2 separate regions of the Mus musculus genome follow, and region 1 is linked to region 2. The links are chromatin contacts, called in public HiChIP or PLAC-seq maps. All regions are on one chromosome and are shown on one strand. Each heading gives the region's core, a stretch centred on a gene start, on an enhancer-like site or on the middle of the called end of the contact. The rest is flanking DNA. Distances are from core to core; before and after follow the strand shown.

Region 1 (6,324 bases), core at 685-3,184, 280 kb after region 2:
TATCTGGGTCCTTTCAGCAAAATCTTGCTAGTGTATGCAATGGTGTCAGCGTTTGGAAGCTGATTATGGGGTGGATCCCTAGATAAGGCAGTCAGTCTCTAGATGGTCCATCCTTTTGTCGCAGCTCCAAACTTTGTCTCTGTAACTCCTTCCATGGGTGTTTTGTTCTCAATTCTAAGAAGGGGCACAGTGTCCATACTTTGGTCTTCATTCTTCTAGAGTTTCATGCATTTGACAAATTGTATCTTATATCTTGGGTATACTAAGTTTTGGGCTAGTATCCACTTATCAGTGAGTACATATTGTGTGAGTTCCTTTGTGATTGGGTTACCTTGCTCAGGATGATGCCCTCCAGGTCCATCCATTTGCCTAGGAATTTCATAAATTCATTCTTTTTAATAGCTGAATAGTACTCCATTGTGTAAATGTACCACATTTTCTGTATCCATTCCTCTGTTGAGGGGCATCTGGGTTCTTTCCAGCTTCTGGCTATTATAAATAAGGCTGCTATGAACATAGTGGAGCATGTGTCCTTCATACCGGTTGGGACATCTTCTGGATATATGCCCAGAAGAGGTATTGCTGGATCCTCCGGTAGTACTATGTCCAATTTTCTAAGGAACCGCTAGATTGATTTCCAGAGTGGAGTACTGGTTAAATGGGAAACTCAAAGAAAGGTGTAAAGAAGTATGGATGTTTGCAAATATCATGTACTTTCTTCATGTCTCTTTGTCTAACTCAGAATTTCTTAGAAAAATCAACGGAAAGAGAAACTCGCCAAGAGTATGCTCTGGCTATGATTCAATGCAAAGTACTGAAACAGTTGGAGAATTTGGAGCAGCAGAAGTATGATGATGAAGATATCAGTGAAGACATCAAATTTCTTTTGGAAAAACTTGGTGAGAGTGTCCAGGACCTTAGGTGTGTTATCATCTTCATCATTGTCACATAATTACTTGTGATAGCTCATTCTGTAGCCCTGGCTGCCCAGGAACTCCCTGTGTAGACTTGGAACTCAGAGATCTGCCACCTCTGCTGGGCTAAAGATGTGTACCACCTGTCCTGGCATTAACATGCTTTTTAAAATTGCCATATACTAAATCTCTTGAGATTTGTTTGACCTTGAACTCCTGGACAGAAGTGATTCTGCCTCAGTCTCTTTAGTGGTTGGACACTATTGGTGTGTGTGGTTGGTTATATAACTTTTAAAGAAACTTTGAATTGATTACAAAGTATGAAAATCATATTTTCCTACAAATTCTGTTTTCTGCTGAAACATTCTACATTGTTAACTGTAGCTTAGAGCATTTGGCTATTCTTACTTGGAGAGATTCCTATCATTCTTTATAGAATACTAGTTGAGTGATATGTATATTTTATCATATCATATGTATATCTGTTTTCATTATTAGGCTTAGGATATGATTATTTAAAAATGCTAGTTTACTTAAACTCACTTGTCTGCATTAAGTAACTATTCAAACAGGATATTCTTGTCAATGTACCCTCTCTATCCTGGTTAAACTGAATTGTCTGTCAACATTAATGGTTCCATCTTTTAAAATTTTACTTGAAAGTAAGTCCAAGCATGTCTTGATACAGTCTGTTTAGTGGCTCTATTAGCTATTTTTCTCATTCTGCTACTCACACTGAATGTCAGTAGTGTTAATCCCAGCAAATGAGAGTAAAGATCATTACCCAAAATCTTTGGCCAAATTAAGCAAGCTTTATTTTCTGTCAGACATGGCTAACTTCCTAAAGCAGGGTTTGAAAAAAAAAAATAGCATTTAACATAGGAAAAGTAGGCTTTATATAGTCTAAAAAACTACAAGGCTAGGGAATTTTCAGGGGTTGGGAGATTTCCAGAGGGATTTTGGTTACACCAGAGCTTGGCTGAACATTGCAGAATGATTTGGCAGAACATCTTAGCATCTGGGTACATTCAAGGTATGAATCAAACTCCAGAGGGTGGGGGTCATGTCAGATTCCAGCAACAGGCTAAAGCACAGTCAACTTGAATTTTGCTGTACAAAGAAATGAACTTACCTAATCTTATAACAAAAATGGTCCATCCTTAAGTTGGAGTCAGGCTGGTCAATCAATTCCTGTAATAAAATTTCCTGACAAAGGATAAAAGTTTGTTTATTTTAACTCAGTTCCAGAGTGTGTGCCTTCTTTTCTGGTGTAGAGGTTATGGTGGCTGGAGCTTGTGACAGCTGATCATATTGTATCTGCAGTCAGGAAATAGGAAAGGATGAATGGTTGTGCTTCTGTCACTTTCTCCTCCTTATGCAGTCCAGGACCCAGCATAGGGATGAGTGCCATTTAAAAATGCACACATCTTTGTGCCTTGTCTTCATTGCTTTCTTGTTGCTGTGATAAAGTAATAAAATACCCTGACAAAAGCAATTTAAGGAAGAAAGTATTTATTTATGTTAGCTTACAGTTGTCAAGGGATAAGAAAGTCAATGATGAGAACGACTTGGGAAGGCAGCAACAGGCGTCTGGTGGGTCACATTACATCTGCATTCAGAAAGCAGACAGTGAACAGGAAATTTGAATCTGAAAAGCCTCTAGGTACATCTTCAGTAACCTACTTCTTCCAAGACTCCACCTTGTAAAGATCCCACAGTCATCTCAGACCGCACCCCTACCTAGGGACCAAGTGTTAAAGATGAGACTAAATGGGCCGTTTAACATTCACACCAGAAACTTCAAATCAAGTTGACAAATCCACCCACAGTAAATAAACCACACTTAAAAACAACCAAGTTACATACAAGTTTAGTTACTGAGTTTTGAATTACAATGTATTGAGTTTGTTAACATATAGAATTTTTGTTTTAATTTTGAAAGATTATTTCCACAAGTCATGTTTATATTAATAGTCATACTTAGTATTATATGAATACATGTGTGATACTGTTTTGTGATATAATAAGATATCTGCTTTTTACATATATTTACAATAATATATCTACTGACTTGGCAAATTACACTGCTATGACTCTCAGGGTAGAAATTGTCTATTTTCTAAAATATACGAATACATATTCATATATTAATTGGGAATAAAGATTTTGGTAGCAAGTAAAGATTTTAATATTCACACCAAACATTCAACTTTGGCAATGTTGGACCTTAGTTTCTATGATTTGTTGGTGATTAAACTGTTGAAGTTTATATAGTAGTGGTTAATATTTAGAGGGCAGTGAGTCATTGTAGTTGTTATTCTTGTTATTTTTTGAAACAGGGTCTTAACTATGTAGCCTTGTCTGACCTAGAAATGGGTACATAGATCAAGTTGGCCTTGAACTAACAGGTCTGCCTGCCTCTGCTTCTTGAGTGCTGGGATTCTAAGTGTGTATAAAGACCAGACTCAGTCTTTGTAACTAAGTCATATTTTAATTTGCTTAATTTTGTAGTAGCCCTTAGATTCTTATAACTGGAATTTTAAAATAATTTTATAGCTCATTTGATGAATACAGTTCAGAACTTAAATCTGGAAGATTGGAATGGAGCCCTGTACACAAGTCTGAGAAATTTTGGAGAGAAAATGCCGTGAGGTTGAATGAGAAGAACTATGAACTCTTGAAGTAAGTTAGGATCCCATGTTCTGCTCTATAATTATACAGATCTTCATTAACATTTAGCTTTGTTATTAGGTGCTCTGTCATTTTCATTTATGTTTACTTGCTAAGTAATGTGTTGAATACTTTTTATGCTTTTGATCAGTTAGGTGTTAATCTTTTCCAAGAGAAGTACCTGTCAATTTGATAAACTTTTTTTTTAATGAGAATGTGATATTCTGAGCATGATTTTTTGTCATGTATTCATTGAGACTATTTTACCTTTTGTTTCATGCCATTTTACTATTTAACTGTGATCTTGATAAACACAAGCTATTGATTTTAAGAGTCAATCTCCTAATATTTCTGTATATGGCTAGTGCTTTTCTTTGTCTTGGTTAAGATTTTGCCTACCAAGGGCAAAGAGATATCCTTGTATTTTTTTGTTTTGATCTTTTTTTCTGTGGTACTGGGATTAACCCTAGGACCTAGACCATTGCCAGGTAAGTTTTCTACTCACTAGGCTATATTCCATCTTTTTTAAAAAAAAGTTTTTCTCTTTCCTTTCTTCTTTTTTTCCTTTTCCCCTTTTCCTCAGTGTCCCCTTTTTTCCTGTAGCCTAGGCCTGACCTGGAACTCATGACAGTTCTCCTGACTCAGCCTCCCACATGCTGGAATTACAAGTGTGTGTTACGGATCTCTGCCTGCTTGTTCTTCTCTTCCTTTCTCTTTTGGAAGATCCTTACTAAATAGTATTTCCAAGGTTGGCTATGGCAATGAATAATTAATTAATTAATTATGTAACAGTTTCTACATTGAAACAACCTATTAATTGATATTTACACAATGAAGGTACCTTTTTTTTGTTTTGTTTGTTTGTTTGTTTTTGTTGTTTGTTTTTCAAGGCAGGGTTTCTCTGTATAGCCTTGGCTGTCCTGGAACTCTCTTTGTAGACCAGGCTGGCCTCAAACTCAGAAATCCACCTGCCTCTGCCTCTTGAGTGCTGGGACTAAAGGTGTGCGCCACCACGCCCGGCGAAGGTACCTTTTTATGCTATTTTATTCATAGCTTTGTTGTTTGACCTTATATTTTGGTCTCCAATGTATCCAAAGTTATGGTCATGAATTATGGTTGTGAAGTAGAAATCAACATTTACCCTTTATGTAATATCTAATTGAAAATTGTACTTCTTAGGTTAGGGGTCTGACTCAATGGCTACAAGTGGTGCTTGCCGCACAGCCATTAGTATCCCTAGCACATACATAAAAAGCTGGGTGTGGTCCATGCACCTTTAACCTCCATTGTGGTGTGATCAGGGGTGGCAGGGTGGACCGACAGGAAGATTCCTAGAACTTACCAGCAGACAATGTAGCCAACAAAACAAAACAAAACAAAACAAAACAAAACAAAACAAAAGCTCAGCAAGTCTATGTTCAGTGAAAGATTGTTAAGGGAATAAGGCAGAGAGTGATAAGAGAAAGATACCCATATGGCTGTCTCTGGTCTCTGGGCTTGTATGCACACACAATTAAAAGACCAAAATAGCATTTCCGTTTGGGTTCTGTAGCTTTGTTCTCTCATGATAACATGACTAAATGTATATTCCTTCCTTTTGAATTGAAATATTTATATACTATAATCTATTAAAAATATAATTCAGTGAATTTTTAGTATATTTACAATAGTGTAGGACTTCTAGTAATCAAAGTTTTGAAACATTTTTGTTACTTCAAAAAGATATTTCAGTGCCCCTAGTTATTACCTTTCCATACAACTCATTTGTTTAGCCTTAACTAACCTTTCGTCTGTTTTATGTTTCTATGAATTTGGTTATTACAGAAATCTTATGTAAATGTAAGAATCTATTTGTCTTTAAAATCTTCTATTAAATATCTGACAAATTTTGTACATATTTAGTGCATTCTGATTGCTCATACCATCACCCTGTCTTTTTTCCCTCTCATCTCTAACTCACCTATCTCCTTTGTACAAATCCCTTTCTCCCCATCATGTTCTTTTTGTCCTTTGGATACTGGTATCTTTCATTTAACCGTGTATTCATGGTTCATCCAAGTTGAAGCGCTTGTGAGTACGTATTCCTTCATATAGATGAATAGTACTCCAGTGTACATACAAGACTGTTGATTATTTTAATGCACAAGCTTGATTCCACTAGTAGTACTTACTGTACAAGTTGATATGGGAACATATATTTTCATATATTTTGCTTGAGGCAGCTAGTCATATTGCATTTGCAGTCAAGAAGTAGGAGGAAGACTGGGAGCTTGGAGAGATGGCTGAATATTTAGGAACACTAGTTGCTCTTCCAGAGGACCCAGATTTAATTCCTAACATCCACATAATGGCTCCAGTTCCAGAGGATTGACTGCTCTCTCCTGGTGTCTGCAGGCAGTGGGTGCACATGTAGACAAAATACCCAAACACATTTAAAAAAAAATCAGAAAACAAAATAAAAGAGAGGGATGAATTCTTTGTTCAGCCTACTTTTCCATTTTTTATGCAATCCAGAATTCCAGCCTAGTAGTGGGATGCTGAGTCTTATTTAGCTCTTTGTAGAATTGGCAAACTAGTTCCCAAAGTGGCTGTACAGCTTTATATTCCTACCATCATTATATAAGAATTCTGGTTTCTGGGCTGGAGAGATGGCTCAGTGGTTAAGGGCTGACTGCTCTTCCACAGGTCCTGAGTTCAATTCCCAGCAACCACATGGCGGCTCATAATCTTCTGTAATGTG
Region 2 (6,047 bases), core at 591-3,090:
CTGTGGATAATGCAGCCCTGTTCCTAATCGTTTCCAGCCTACAGACTAGCCCTTCCTCTGAAACCTGAGGCCATCCCCAATTAGGGCAGAACTGCAAACAACTAGTTGGAAGGGATGGCTGGATATGTGGGTGAGGTCTAGTGATCCTCCAGGCCTACCTCTATGAACTTCAACAGTCAACAAGCTCTATGATGAACTTCCCAAGCAGGCACAACTGAGCTCAGAGTAATAACAGCTCTTCCGCTCTATGTTCCTGATGATAAATGATGGAAAGCTTGGAAACTGTCAGGGGTCATAATGTACAGCACGTGTGGTTCTGTAAACACCTCGTACTTGAAATCAGTTAAACTGGATATGGTGGTGCTCGCCTGCAATCCTAGCAGGATTTTATGGATAACTTGGGCTTCATAGATAACTAAGGCAAGCATAGGCTACAAAAGACCCTGTCTAAAAACAAAAAGCTAAAATGGTAAACTTTGTTTCTCTTACAACACTTAAAACTTAACTTGAGGCTGGGGAGATGGCTAAGTGGACAGGAGTACTTGTTTTCCAAGCATGAGTGCCTGGGGTTCTGAGATGGAATTCCCAGCACCTGCAGAAAAAAGCTGGGCATAGATGTGCATTCCTGCAACCACAATGCTTGGGAGTCTAAGAGAGGCCGATTGGGGAATTTGCTGGCCAGTCAGCCTAGCTGACTTCAAACTTCTAATTCAGGGAGAGACCCTGTCTCAAGGCAGTGGAGACCAGATAGATATCTTGAACCATAAAGGGCTTTATCTTAGTATAGAGAGAATCTTAAGTGGTAAATTTTGGTTAATGGTAATTAACTTTGAAATGCTGTTATGCATAGTGTGAATTGGTAGTAAATGGTTTAACTGGACACAGACCCACTTTCTCATCTGCAAATGAGAAAATGTTGTCCCCTCTTTTTTTTTTTTTTTTTTTTTTTTTTCCGGTTTTTCGAGACAGGGTTTCTCTGTGTAGCTCTGGCTGTCCTGGAACTCACTTTGTAGACCAGACTGGCCTCGAACTCAGAAATCCGCCTGCCTCTGCCTCCCAAGTGCTGAGATCAAAGGCGTGGGGCACCACTGCCTGGTGATTGTCTCCTCTTTATTACCTCACAAGGAAATTGAAGGAAAAGGACAAAGAAAATAAATGAAAAGCATGAGTTATGGGTGAAAAATGGTACTGAACCATTTACTTTCAATAGAAACTGATTAGTCAAAGTGGAATTCACTGTTACCCTGGGGAGCTATACTTTATTTGATCTTAAGTTTAAAGTGTGAAAATGCACATTAGTTATATGCCACGGCCTTCTATCATGCTTGGTGACAAATGTTTAATTTGACACGACATGTGTTTTAGTTAACTTTTTTCATTGGAAAGAAGATATTTTGAGTCTTAAAAGTCTGTAATGTTCATTGGCTCCTGATTTATTAACTTTCAACACATGGAACAAAGTAAAAACAATCCCAGACACTATACATGTCATTTTTTTACCGTGGCTTTTTTTAAGTCACAATTCTCAAGGCCGTCGTCTTTTTAGTCGGTTTTCATCAGCAGGCTAGATGGTTTGAATATCTGAGTCCAAGAGTGAGCCTCAGTGCTCATGCGCTTTAAGCCCTCGGCAATGCCTGTCCTGCGTCCCAGAGAACGCTCTGCCGGAGGGGTTTCGATGGAACTCGTAGCAACCTACCGCCTACTGCCTGATCCCTCTGGCGTGAAAGCCGGACTCCGTCCAACTCCAGCTCGCCAGCAACGCGAGTCCGGATAGGGCCGGAAGTTCCAGACTGCTGGGGGCGGGAATAGATTAAAAGAACAGCGCACGCCTGAGCGAGCCACTTCTACTTTCCAGTCTCCTGCGATCGATTCGTAGTGCCTGTGTGGCGCGCGCGGTGCTTGACTGGCACGGCCTAGGGGGCGGAGCGCTTATCCCTGCCGCCGCGGGCCGGGTCTGTGAGGAAGGCCTAGGCCAGCGGCTTCGCGGCTTGTCCAACGTCCGCGCAGCTTCTCTCGCTTCCCGTCCGCTGTGGCCGGGCGAGGGGAGGCCTTCCGGAGCCATGGAGGACGAGGTGGTTCGCATTGCCAAGAAGATGGACAAAATGGTGCAGAAAAAGAATGCGGTAAGCGGGCGGGCCCGGGGCAGGCCGCGGCCGAGTCCGCGACACCGGCCCACGCGGAGTCAGTCAGGGCCGGGCCGGGCCGGGCCGCGCCGCGCGCCCTCCGGGCTTTCAGGTCCGTGCTGCCCACGGCCGCAGTGAGCCCAGGACTGAAGCCCTCGACGCTGGGCTGAGAGAATGTACGGTGGCCGCCGCCGGTTACCCCAGAGCGGCTTCGCTGGGTGCCGCGGTCAGTTGCAGACGGGCCGTAAAGTGTGTTTATCCCAGCTCTGCCTTACACCCACTTGGTAATCACAAACAGAAAATACGCCGCCCCTTGGCAAGTCGGCCTGCGTGCGATGTGCCGGGCAGCCGGCTGCTGCTGCTCCGCGGGTATGGTGCTGAGGCTGCAGCGGGACGGATGACATCCTCTGTTCCTTGATTGGTCTGTGTGGATGTGTCCCTCGGTGTGTACCACTTTCCATCCCTTTGCTTCCACACTTGACCTCTCCAGCCAGCTTCACTTGAATCTCTTCTTCCAGACGCAGCAGGTTTGCATTATCAAAACACCAGAGACTTTTGCCATTTGTGAAGTAAAAGCCGTGCAGAGATGCTAAACGTTTGTGCAGTGAGTGCTTTAGAGTTACGCGCCTCTGCAGAATTCTTTTTATGAGTCAAGAAACTGAGTCAGAGCTAAAGTGCTGTCGCTTAAATACTGTGTAGTTTTGCTTGAGCTAGGAGCTCGCTGACTTTCCACTCGCTGCCAGCTTAGGATTTAGTGTTAATACCAAATAATGTAAGACTTTCAGACGCCCCCGGTTCCTCTTTCTTAAACAGGTGTGTTGACCCGCATTTAATTTCATGCCCCGTTAATCCGTATGTACGATTTTGGTCCTTTCAAATATTTCCTGTTTGTTTTCTGTTCCAGATATTAGCCTGTGTTGTTTTTCTTTCTTACTGATTGAGCTATTTCATTACTTGATGCAGGTGATGAGTTCTGGTTATATGATAGGTTAAACATTTTTTTTTTTTTTAAATTGGGAAACCTCTCTCTGGCTGAAGGTTCCCAGATTGCCACAGAGGAAACTCGCAAGAAGAAAAAAGTCATTAACTTCGTAACTTATTTTCCCAAATACATCAAGACAGACTTCAAGTCATTCTCAAATCTGATTTCTGGTAGTGCAAAACCATAACTAAGATGAAAATTTGTCTTGAAAAAGAAGACAAAGCTGTTTTTTTTTTTAATTGCTTTTTCTTTCATTTTCCAGTCCTGAAATTCAAACAGGCTGATGAAATGCAAAGAAAGATCAAAATGATACTCAATAAATTCTTGGGCCAGGCATTGGTGCTGCACGCCTTTAATCCCAGCATTTGGGAGGCAGAGGTAGGCGGATTTCTGAGTTCGAGGCCAGCCTGGTCTACAGAGTGAGTTCCAGGACAGCCAGGACTATACAGAGTCTCAAAAAAAAAAAAAAAAAAAAAAAAAAAAAAACCGCCCAACCAAACAAACAAAAAAATCTAAAATTTAAAAACCTGTGTGTGGGTGTGTGTGTGTACACAACTAGGTCAGAGGACAACTTGAGGATTTCTTTGTGTTGCCCTTGCTCTCCTGGAACTTGCTCTGTATATTAGGCTAGCCTCAAACTCAAATCCTTCTTCCTCTGCTTCCTGAGTGCTGGCATTATTGGCCTAGCACTGAACTCACTTGTTAAGCCTTTACCTATTGAACCATTTCTTGGACTCCCCTCCTCCCCCAAACACTCTCTCTCTCTCTCTTTTTGAGACTGCATGTCATAATGTCCTGCTTAACTAGGACCTTACTCTGTAGACCAGGCTGGCCTTAAACTCCCAGAGATCTGGCTCCTGAGTGCTGAGATTAAAGTCTTCAGGCCACTGCCATGCCCACCCCCAATCCCTATTTTTTCTTTTTTTTGTTTTTGTTTTAAATATGGCATCTTGCTATGTAGCCCAGTCTGACCTGGAACTCTTGTGATTCTCCTTACGTATCTTTATAAATGTGATGAACTGTGACAGCAGCTATTTTTAAGTTACTTCAGACCATAAAAATGGAAACTGCTTGAAGCATGGTAGTTGTCACTATTTTTTTTTTAATATATAATTGCATTTTAATAAAATTGTAGAGTAGGTATCAATTAAAACCAGCTACCATTTTTGAACTAGTACTCCAAGCTATGTTTTTTTCTTTTTGTTTTTTTGAGACAGGGTTTCTCTGTGTAGCCCTGGCTGTCCTGGAACTCACTCTGTAGACCAGGCTGGCCTCGAACTCAGAAATCCACCTGCCTCTGCCTCCCAAGTAGGCATGTGCCACCACTGCCCAGCTGTAGTTACCAATCTTAACCTCATTCATTATTCAGATAATTTTGCTGGGTTAGTAGTCCCATCCTGACTAGTTAAGAGCTCTTGAATCTTATATATTTCTTTACATATCTTGAGTAGATGGCTGGAACTCTAGGCACAGCCACCATGCTCAGCTTACTATATCCATTTTAAAGTTCAATCTGTACCTTGTTAGATTTCATTCTTTTCTATTGCAGAATAGTACTTCATTATACCGATGCATATATCACATTTTGTTTCACCCTCACTTGTTGTACGTCTGTGCTGCTCCCACTTTGGGCTATAAAACTAATGGTAATAATCTTATATCTGTGTTAACATGTTTTCATTTCTGTTAGGTATATACCTAGGAGTAGAAGTACTGAGCTGTGTAGTGTCTATGTGTAACTTTTAGTTTTAATCCTGGGGCTGGACTCTTCAGCAAACACTGTACCTACACCCTAAACTTAACCATTTGAGAAACTGTTCAAAAATAATCCAATTCTTTTTTTTTTTTCTTCCCACGAAATGGCTCATACCATTTCACATTGCCATCAGGATGTTTGATTGTTTCTAACTCTCCATATTGTTTTAATATTTGTTGATATTTGTCCATTAAATTACATCTTGTAATGAAATGTTATGGGCATCTTTTCTGTATTTACTGGAAATGTGTCTGTTTTGGAGGAACATCTATATGGTGCCTTTATCTCCCCCTTTCCCCTCAGCTGTCTCCTGTGTCAGGTGTTTTCTGTGTTATAATACTTCACTGTGTACCTGACCTTTTTATCTACTTCCTAGCTATGTTACTCTCTTCATTATGTGAGAAGCTTGAAAAGGACAACTTTTTAAATTAGGAAACAAGAGTATGGCTTTAAATCTGGGTCTGGGATAAATATAGCACATGTTTCTACTTGTAAGTCCCTGTACCTCTTTTTGTATGTGGAGAAGGTTGTTTGTAGGCTATAATTTTATATAGACTAGGTTTCCTGCAATTTTGAATACTTTTTTTGTAAAAGCACTTCTGCTAGCACTCCTAAAATATAATCAAATACTAATGTTGTAGTTAATTTTGCAGTCAGTACTGTGAACTAAAGGTGACTTTAGAAGTTATAGTCAATTCTTTCTTTCTCTTGCATCATCTATAGAAGATGCTGTAATGGACTTGATGCTAGGAGGTAGATAAATGGGAAGGGATGAAATGCAGCTTCTTGTTTGGTAGTGAGTTCAGAAAGCACAACTGTCATTGGTAGGCCAGAGGAATGGAAAACACAGTTGTTCTAGGTCACAAACAGTAAAGGTTTTGTTTGTTTTAATTCCTGAGGCATTCCCCTCAGTATACAGCTTGGTAGTTGCGTACTAGATTAGCATGTGTAAGGCTCTGGGTTCAATTTCCAACATCAAAATAAAATTCTCTGAAGTCCAAAAAGATTGCTGGTTTGTTTACTGATATGTACTCACGAAGAATGGAGCTTATTATATCACATTAAGAATATTTGTTGAGCCGGGCATGGTGGTGCACACCTTTAATCGGGAGGCAGAGGCAGGTGGATCTCTGAGTTCGAGGCCAGCCTGGTCTACAAAGTGAGTTCCAGGACAGCCAGGGCTACA

Evidence for each region. HiChIP or PLAC-seq counts read pairs in DNA pulled down with a chosen protein or histone mark.
Region 1: an H3K27ac HiChIP or PLAC-seq map of embryonic stem cells shows a contact between it and region 2, with 2.4 times the contacts expected there. The contact joins the enhancer-like site here to the promoter of Tcea1 in region 2. A contact is called at or near these places in 11 of 39 promoter capture datasets (the 3T3-L1 cell line, 3T3-L1-derived adipocytes, the C10 cell line and 5 more), 1 of 484 Hi-C or Micro-C datasets (pancreatic cancer cells) and 2 of 115 datasets of contacts at active chromatin or transcription factors (bone marrow-derived macrophages and embryonic stem cells).

What each region holds. Positions count from the first base shown.
Region 1 is chr1:5,132,342-5,138,665 of GRCm38.p6, forward strand. It overlaps Atp6v1h (ATPase, H+ transporting, lysosomal V1 subunit H), which reads left to right. Exons shown (of 14, transcript NM_133826.5): 10 at 743-921; 11 at 3,471-3,596. Among named protein-coding and RNA genes, the nearest start is that of Atp6v1h, 52 kb to the left of the region's middle. Within about 2 kb of position 1,935, at least 9 of the 459 cell types and tissues checked have an H3K27ac peak or open chromatin away from gene starts, as enhancers often do. A contact at or near this core is called in embryonic stem cells and liver, where this site is marked.
Region 2 is chr1:4,855,854-4,861,900 of GRCm38.p6, forward strand. It overlaps Tcea1 (transcription elongation factor A (SII) 1), which reads left to right and starts at 1,841. Exons shown (of 10, transcript NM_011541.4): 1 at 1,841-2,123. The coding sequence starts at 2,061.